Linked DNA regions of Callithrix jacchus: region 1 is linked to region 2. The links are chromatin contacts, called in public Hi-C maps. All regions are on one chromosome and are shown on one strand. Each heading gives the region's core, a stretch centred on a gene start, on an enhancer-like site or on the middle of the called end of the contact. The rest is flanking DNA. Distances are from core to core; before and after follow the strand shown.

What was found. Hi-C and Micro-C count contacts between places; a contact is called where the count stands out from the background.
Region 1: a Hi-C map of skeletal muscle shows a contact between it and region 2, with 20 times the contacts expected there. The contact joins two enhancer-like sites. A contact is called at or near these places in 3 of 3 Hi-C or Micro-C datasets (induced pluripotent stem cells and skeletal muscle).

Annotation. Positions count from the first base shown.
Region 1 is chr1:78,505,967-78,509,408 of calJac240_pri, reverse strand. The region is part of intron 15 of AOPEP (aminopeptidase O (putative)); the gene reads right to left. The region is part of intron 9 of FANCC (FA complementation group C); the gene reads left to right. Among named protein-coding and RNA genes, the nearest start is that of FANCC, 180 kb to the left of the region's middle. Within about 2 kb of position 1,303, at least 3 of the 16 cell types and tissues checked have an H3K27ac peak or open chromatin away from gene starts, as enhancers often do.
Region 2 is chr1:78,141,398-78,145,128 of calJac240_pri, reverse strand. All of the region lies in intron 3 of AOPEP (aminopeptidase O (putative)), which reads right to left. Among named protein-coding and RNA genes, the nearest start is that of AOPEP, 65 kb to the right of the region's middle. Within about 2 kb of position 1,903, at least 2 of the 16 cell types and tissues checked have an H3K27ac peak or open chromatin away from gene starts, as enhancers often do.

The sequences.
Region 1 (3,442 bases), core at 54-2,553, 360 kb before region 2:
TAGGAGCTTTTTTTCTGGCCTAGGCTACCTCTGGCTAATTGGATAGAGGCCACTGGGTGAGTCTGGAAGGACTTCAGGTCAGGGTAAGGAATCGGAAAGCAGGTACTGGGTACCTCTGTACCTCCCATTTCTGTGTCTGAACACGGAGGAGAACACATGTAAATTTAAGATGCAAAAATACATTTGGTACTTGCTAAGTTCTTAAGCCCAGGAATGACAGATTTATCACTAATTAAACAATAATTGCATTATGGAATGCTGAAAAAATTGTTTGTGTATAAACAACATCTGGTAAAGATTAAAAAGAAAGAATAATTTTTCCAAACTCAAATTTGTTAAACCTGAATATTTTAAAACAAAATAGATCTGAAAATGTAAAAGGGATAGAGTCTTATGTTTAGTATTTTTAAAGTAGAAAAGAAGCAAGTGGCATAATAAAAAAATACATATTTATAAAGGTGCCTCATTGTACATGATAGATGTGAAGGTTTTGTGTAAATAGATTTTGTTTAAGCCAAATCATTCTTTCAGCTCAACAGAGGAGTTCACTGGTGAAATGACTTTATGGAGAATCTTCTTTTTAAGAAAAAAGTTATTTTGTGGTGAATATGCACATATTAACAACTCCACTGTGGAGAGAATAGTGGCTCAGAAACAGCTACACAATGGGAGGGGATTGTCTGGCTGCTGGGTAACCTGGAGGGGAAGCTGCCCATCAGCTTATTCTTTAAATGACCCATTTCCTAAGTAAATATTTAAACTACATGCAAGTACTTGGAAACACCAGGAAAGAGTCTGTTCCAGGCTTAATGAACTTCAGCTTCTTTCTCATCTGCTATTTCCTTCTTTATTTTTATGGAGAATATACCTATGAAAGGTGATAGATGGAAAGTACTACCTGATAATTTTTTCTGTTCGTTCACTTTTTATTTTTTCTAAAAGGGATTTACTTTTGTCTGTGAATTACCTTAAATCATAGTCTAATTTCCCTTTTTGGTTTGTTTTCTCTCTCTCTCTCTCTCTCTCTCTCTCTCTCTCTCTCTCTCACACACACACACACACACACACACACACACACACACTAAGCAAATGACAGAAAAAAAGAAACGCTTCTTCTTGAGAATTCTGTTCTGTGTTCTCAGGCCTCTTTCAAGTGGCAAGTGGCTTGTAATAATCAGTGGTGAGTTGGTATGAAAATAACAGCTTACGTAAACATCAAGGGCCAAGCACGAGATCCTGTGTAATTTGCACAGTACATGGTGCAGAGTAACAAGTTGGCCTTTCCCTTGCCTTTCCTCCAAAACAGGCGCAGAGACCATGGTTATTGTGTATTGATTCCCTGCTGACTCTCTTCCCTTATGTTTTGAGGGCTGAAGATGGGCTGTCTTTCTAGGTGGAGGGTGAGATAATGCAGTTCTGGGTAGCAGTGCAGGGAGATGAGAGGGGAAACTCGCATTAAACCAAGGGGAAGTACACCCAGCAGAACAATCTGGTCTATACAAGAAGGAAAGCAGAACCCAGAGCTCTCTATCATCACCTGCTGTGGCATTCAGTGAAAAAACTGGGGGAGTTGGAGGGAAGGACAAGACACATATTATTGAAGGCCTCCTGCTGACGTAGCTCCCTCGAGTTGAAGTGATTTGCCCGTGAAAATCATTAGGCCAGATGAAGAAGAGAGAGCTTGAGAAGGAACAGATTTTGATAGGATGGAGAAAAATAAACAGATGGAACCCCAAAAAGGTTTATTTTTTTCCCACTTTTATAGAAAAGATAATGGCCCCAGTCATGGGGCTCCAGAGCCCTGGGTTACAGAATGACCTGTGATGTGTTACTAGAGTGCCCCACATTACAAATAAGACAGGATTCGCAGAAGCTAGATGTCTGCTTCATCACTCATAGGATGCTGCAGATTTAGGGGGGAAGATACGGCTTCCAAAGAAGCATGTATTAAACACTTAATTCTATTTGGAAGATTCTCTTGATAAGAAAAGCAGCTTAAAATGTGATTTGATGTCACTGGGACACATGTCTGACTTGTGCATACACCAGTCCTCATGAGGGGACTCACTGACCCTGAAATTATGTGCTCAGAAAGTATAAAGAATCTGATTTTAAAAGCCATTGATGAGGGGTGCAGATGAGACGGAGCAAATCAAAATCTCTGCCGTTGCTGTTTCTGCAGGTTCCCCTGCCTCCTGGCCTGTTACCTCCTTCCACCTGTTGTGGAAGCAGGTTTAAAGTAGCCAAGGGTCTGAAATATTTAGAAAGAAAGAAATCTAAGAGGAGAGTCCATCTGTATGGGGAAGAACAAGCAGATTCTACACAGCCAGCAGACATTTAAAACACTGGATTGAACTATTTTGCTAGAAAACACTGCACAGAAGAAAAGTGTTTCCAAGCTCTCACCCTCTTCTGACAAACTGAGCTAGAGCTGTCTTCCTTGCTCCTCCAGTGGTTTTCATGTAACCCTACTCTACACATCTGATCATCGTTTTCTTTGCTGTTTGGAAATCCCTATAATTAGTATTGAATGATTCTCTACTAGCATCAAACCTATAGGATGGCTCTGGGATGGTTTCACCATTTAGAAAAAAGAAATTCGATTTTACCATTTTCAAATTTATCCTATCAGTGCATTGCCGTGCTCGTTTTTGTCTGTCTGCCTGTGGGCACGTAGCAGTGCTATTTGATCTTAAACACTCTTATTCAACAAGGATGGTGTCATACAAAACTTTGAAAATTGCTCTGGCAAACTTAGGTGAATCACATTTCTTTAAGACATATAGTTTGCTTTTCTCTTGTTTTATTTTTTTCATTATGAATTCATAGAAACTTTGATATTTTCTGTGCTTATCCAGTGACCTCTTAATAACTGTTATTATTTACAGTGAGACTGGGCAGCAGGAGATTAACTGACATGCCTAAGTTCAAAGCCACGAAATAACCTGCCTCTCCTGTCTTGAACAATGGTCCTGCCAAATTATTTGCTTGCATAGATAATGAATTTGTCTGTAAGAATTTCAAGTTAGTTTCTTTTAAATAAAAATGCGCAACAGTGAAGGATGAGGGAGCATGATATTTAAAGAGTAGGACATTTTAACTTGCAAATTAGAAATCTTGAAATAATTAAAAGGCGATTATCCTGTCCTGAACAAGTGGCAGAGCGGCAGTGCTGGCGAGTGGACGCTAGATGGCGTGGACTCTATGTCATTGGTGCGGCGCGGGGCGCTAGGCGCAGGGCGCGGGAGACCGCGGGGAGGCACGGTGCTATCTTAGTGTGGTCCAGGGCACCGATGCAGCAGAGTGCTTTTTATTCTTGCTGCGGGGGTCCTATGAAAAGTGTTTCCCAAAGCTAGTCATATCTAATGCAGAATGACTCGAATTTCCGATAGCCTTTGATCCACTAACGTGAATGGAGCTATGAAGCAGGGGTCCGTTCCCT
Region 2 (3,731 bases), core at 654-3,153:
ATTCCACTTTGAATTTTTGACCTGATTTTCTCGCTGCTGGTCTGGTTCTTGTACCATCCACCTAGTCCATGGGCAAGATGATACTTGTGGAAACAGCAGAAACTGAAACTACTTCCAAGAGAAAACACTGCTAATGGAGTAAGAGGTATTGTTATTAGATCCCTGCACAAAGTCAACAGGACTCCATATAGAGTGCCCAATGCCATCACGGCCCAGTACCTCGATCAGAGTATCTGTACCCTTGAGGTAACATGGGGAGGACACCAGAAGTCACAGGAAGATGTGGAAGGGGAGAAAAATGGAGACTAGCAATTAAGCAGTCAAAAACCTTAAATGACCCAGAGTTTAGGAGTGAGAGAGCAATAGTGATAACAGAACCTGAAGTGAGTCCAATAAAAATATTTTAAAACTGTCATTGATTCCTTGAAGTCTTCTCTAACATTCAATAATGGAAATAAAATAATTTTTAAAAAATATCACCCAAACTCATATTTTAAGTGCTCAAGATGATTTCCTCCTACACAGCACACAAGTTTGTTTGTTTGTTTTACTTTCTTAGATTCCTAAAGTTCCTCTACTTAGTGGAGCTAATTTGGAATCAACTGTTTGATTGACTCAGACATCAAGCTTTTAAAAGCAAAAACTTTTCTTGGCTACCAAGTAACAGTCAAATCGGGGCAGATCAATTGGCTGGGCCAAATAAGAACCAGCCAGAAAACCAATTCCCAGAGACCCTGGTCGAACTCTTCTGAGAAGCTTCTCTAGAGTCTGGCCCTGGGCTTCCTGCCTGGATCCTGGTTGAATGCTGGAGCCCATGCTGAGATCACCGAGTGCTGCTCGTGCTGGAGAAGGTTTTCATTAGTTCCTCGCTATGAGGACGTTTCTAGCATCCTCATTTGGAAGAAAAGTATCTTTAGATAATTACACTCCTTGATTGTGATCAAAAATGAAAATGAGAACTAAAAAGAGAAGACAAAGAATGTGGTACAGTACAACATTGAAACTCCGATTCTCCTGAAGGGCAGCTGTCATTTTTCTGTGCACTTTAAAATGAATTAGAATGAAGAATTTCACAAAGCAAAAGCTGACTAACCACATTTTTTATAGACTCTCTAAAGTTTACTTTTATAAGTGATTCAACATTAACTACACTTTTCTCTATGATCATTTTACAAATTAAAATTTTATCTTATTTGTGAGAAAAAAATAGTTTATTTTTATAAAATATAGTTTATTCCAACATGCCCAATCTTGCATGAAGACTGCCCACCACCACAGGGAACAACACCTAACCTTATCTTCCAATCAGCCTACAAAAAAAGCAAAGAATAAGGTGGAAATACTGCTCCAGAAAGCAGAGCATGCATTCCCAAGACAAAGATAAATAATTTCAGGATTGTCTATTGATTGGAATAAGCCTATCTTTCAAGAGAATTAATGAAAATTTACTGCTTTGGGATATGTCCATTGATTGAGTCCCACCTCTGAAATCTGACAGCTGGTGTTCAATTCCCTGCTCCATATTTACCAGTTTGAGCACACATCACTTAATTTCTCCAATGCATCCGTTTCCTCATGTATAATAAGAGAATGATCATAGTATCTTGTTGTGAGGATTAAGTTAGGATTAAATTAGAGAATCTATAAAGTGATCAGTAGGCATAACAACTGGCACAAAGTAAGTGTTCAAGAAATGTTAGCTCTTGTCATCTGTATTTGTTGTAGTCTTCATCATTTGCAAGCTCTCAGCTTTACAGCTGCCTACCCTTGATGCTCAGGCTGATTTTCTGAAGGCAGAGGCAAAGAATGCTGAAGGTATGGCTGCCATATGTGTACTGAAAACAAAGACCTGATGAGGCCCACATATGGGGTTTAAGGTTGGATGGCATTAAAACACAGTCCACACAAAGCAATCCATTTAAAGGAGAACGACAACCTAAAGGGGGCATCCTGTATGACTTCATATAGAATGGGCCATTTGGAGACTATTTAAATGGTGTTTGCTTTAAATGAGCCATCCTTGATGAAACCGACAGTGAATGCCTTCATTTTCCTTTTGATTCAATCCACTTGCACTAGACTCCCTTTGCTACACCAACTGCAAAACAAGAGAACACGTTGTACTTGAATTAACCCAGAGTTTTTCCTCTGCAGAGGCCAGAAACCTATCATGCCACTGGATGATTTCACAGCCAGGCTGGGATTCGATAGCAAGACTAATAAAGAGGGGTGGTAGGAAGGGACGCAGAGGAAAACAGCACTCCCTAACTGCAGCACAAGCTGCCACCCAACTTGCCCTTCCTTCTGGACAGATTCTGTAAAGCTGCACTTCAGACTTCCTTACTTTCTCCTATTAGACTATATTTAGAGGGAAAACCTCTCATACTTCAATTGTCTCACTAGTAAGATACACGTATCACATGACATATTGACAATAACAGCTGTTACAAGATCCAAACAGACATCTTCATCTCCGTAACAGCACTGAAATTTTCCTTAAAGATGACTGTGCTTTTTGCAAGTAAAAAAGAACTTTAAATGGATTAATTTTCAAATCACAAGACACAGTTTAAAATTTAGTTTTGGGCTGGGTACAGTGACTCACGCCTCTAATCCCAGCACTTTGAGAGGCCAAGGCAAATGGATCACCTGAGATCCAGAGTTCAAGACCAGCCTGGCTAATATGGTGAAACTCTGCCTCTACTAAAAATACAAAAATTAGCCAGATGTGGTGGCAGGCACCTGTAATAACAGCAACTCGGGAGGCTGGGGCAGGAGAATCACTTAAACCCAAGAGGCAGAGGTGGCAGTGAGCCGAGATCGTGCCACTGCACTCCAGCCTGGGTGACGAAGTGAAAGACTCTGTATCCAAAATTAAAAATTAAAAAAAAATAAAATATAGTTTTGAAACTAAGTATCATAAAGAGTGTTAAAACAGTTAATTATTTTTTCACTGACTATTCTAAAAACTGTCATATGAAGTTTTGAAGATTCTATCTTCCACGGAAGGGAAGAGACATTCTCAGTGAGGAGGGAAAAAGGAAGAACACGAAGGAGTAGTCAGTTCATGAAAGGAGAGAGAACTTTTTAAACTAAACCTGTGAGAAACTTAGCTAATTGAGATAATCGTTTTTCATAAAATATATTAACAGAAGAAAAATCAAGATACGGTAGCCATTTTTACACATCAGTCATGCCTACCAATAGTAAATTCAATACAAAATTTATGGAAAGTCAATGTCCTCTTAGGTGAGTCTTAGATAAACCCACTCAATATAATTAAAGGCACAGCTATAACCACACCCACATAACCACTCTGCTTGTGCAGAGGCAAAGGCAGATCATAGCTCTGCAAAGTTAAGCATCACATGGAGCTTCTTATATTAAAGAGTTACTGTTTTTACTGAAAATTAAAACAGGCACTTAAATTCTTCCTATTAAAACCGTCCATTTTACTTTTTCAACCTCTCCACTATAGGCTAGACAAACAGTATGAAGCATTTGGAAATAACAAATTGATACATGCTTTTATTTAACATATAGTCTTTCTTTCCTCAGTCCCACAGTAGCCCCTGCTACTTTTCCTACCTCAAAATTGTTTCTTTCTCTAACCACGATTGCTTATTTCAGAAATTCCTGTCCAAACTATTCTATATGTTATGATTACTTTGGAACACCTTTGTATCACAAATTAAAGATGCCTAACAATGTTTTTATAGGAATATGTATAT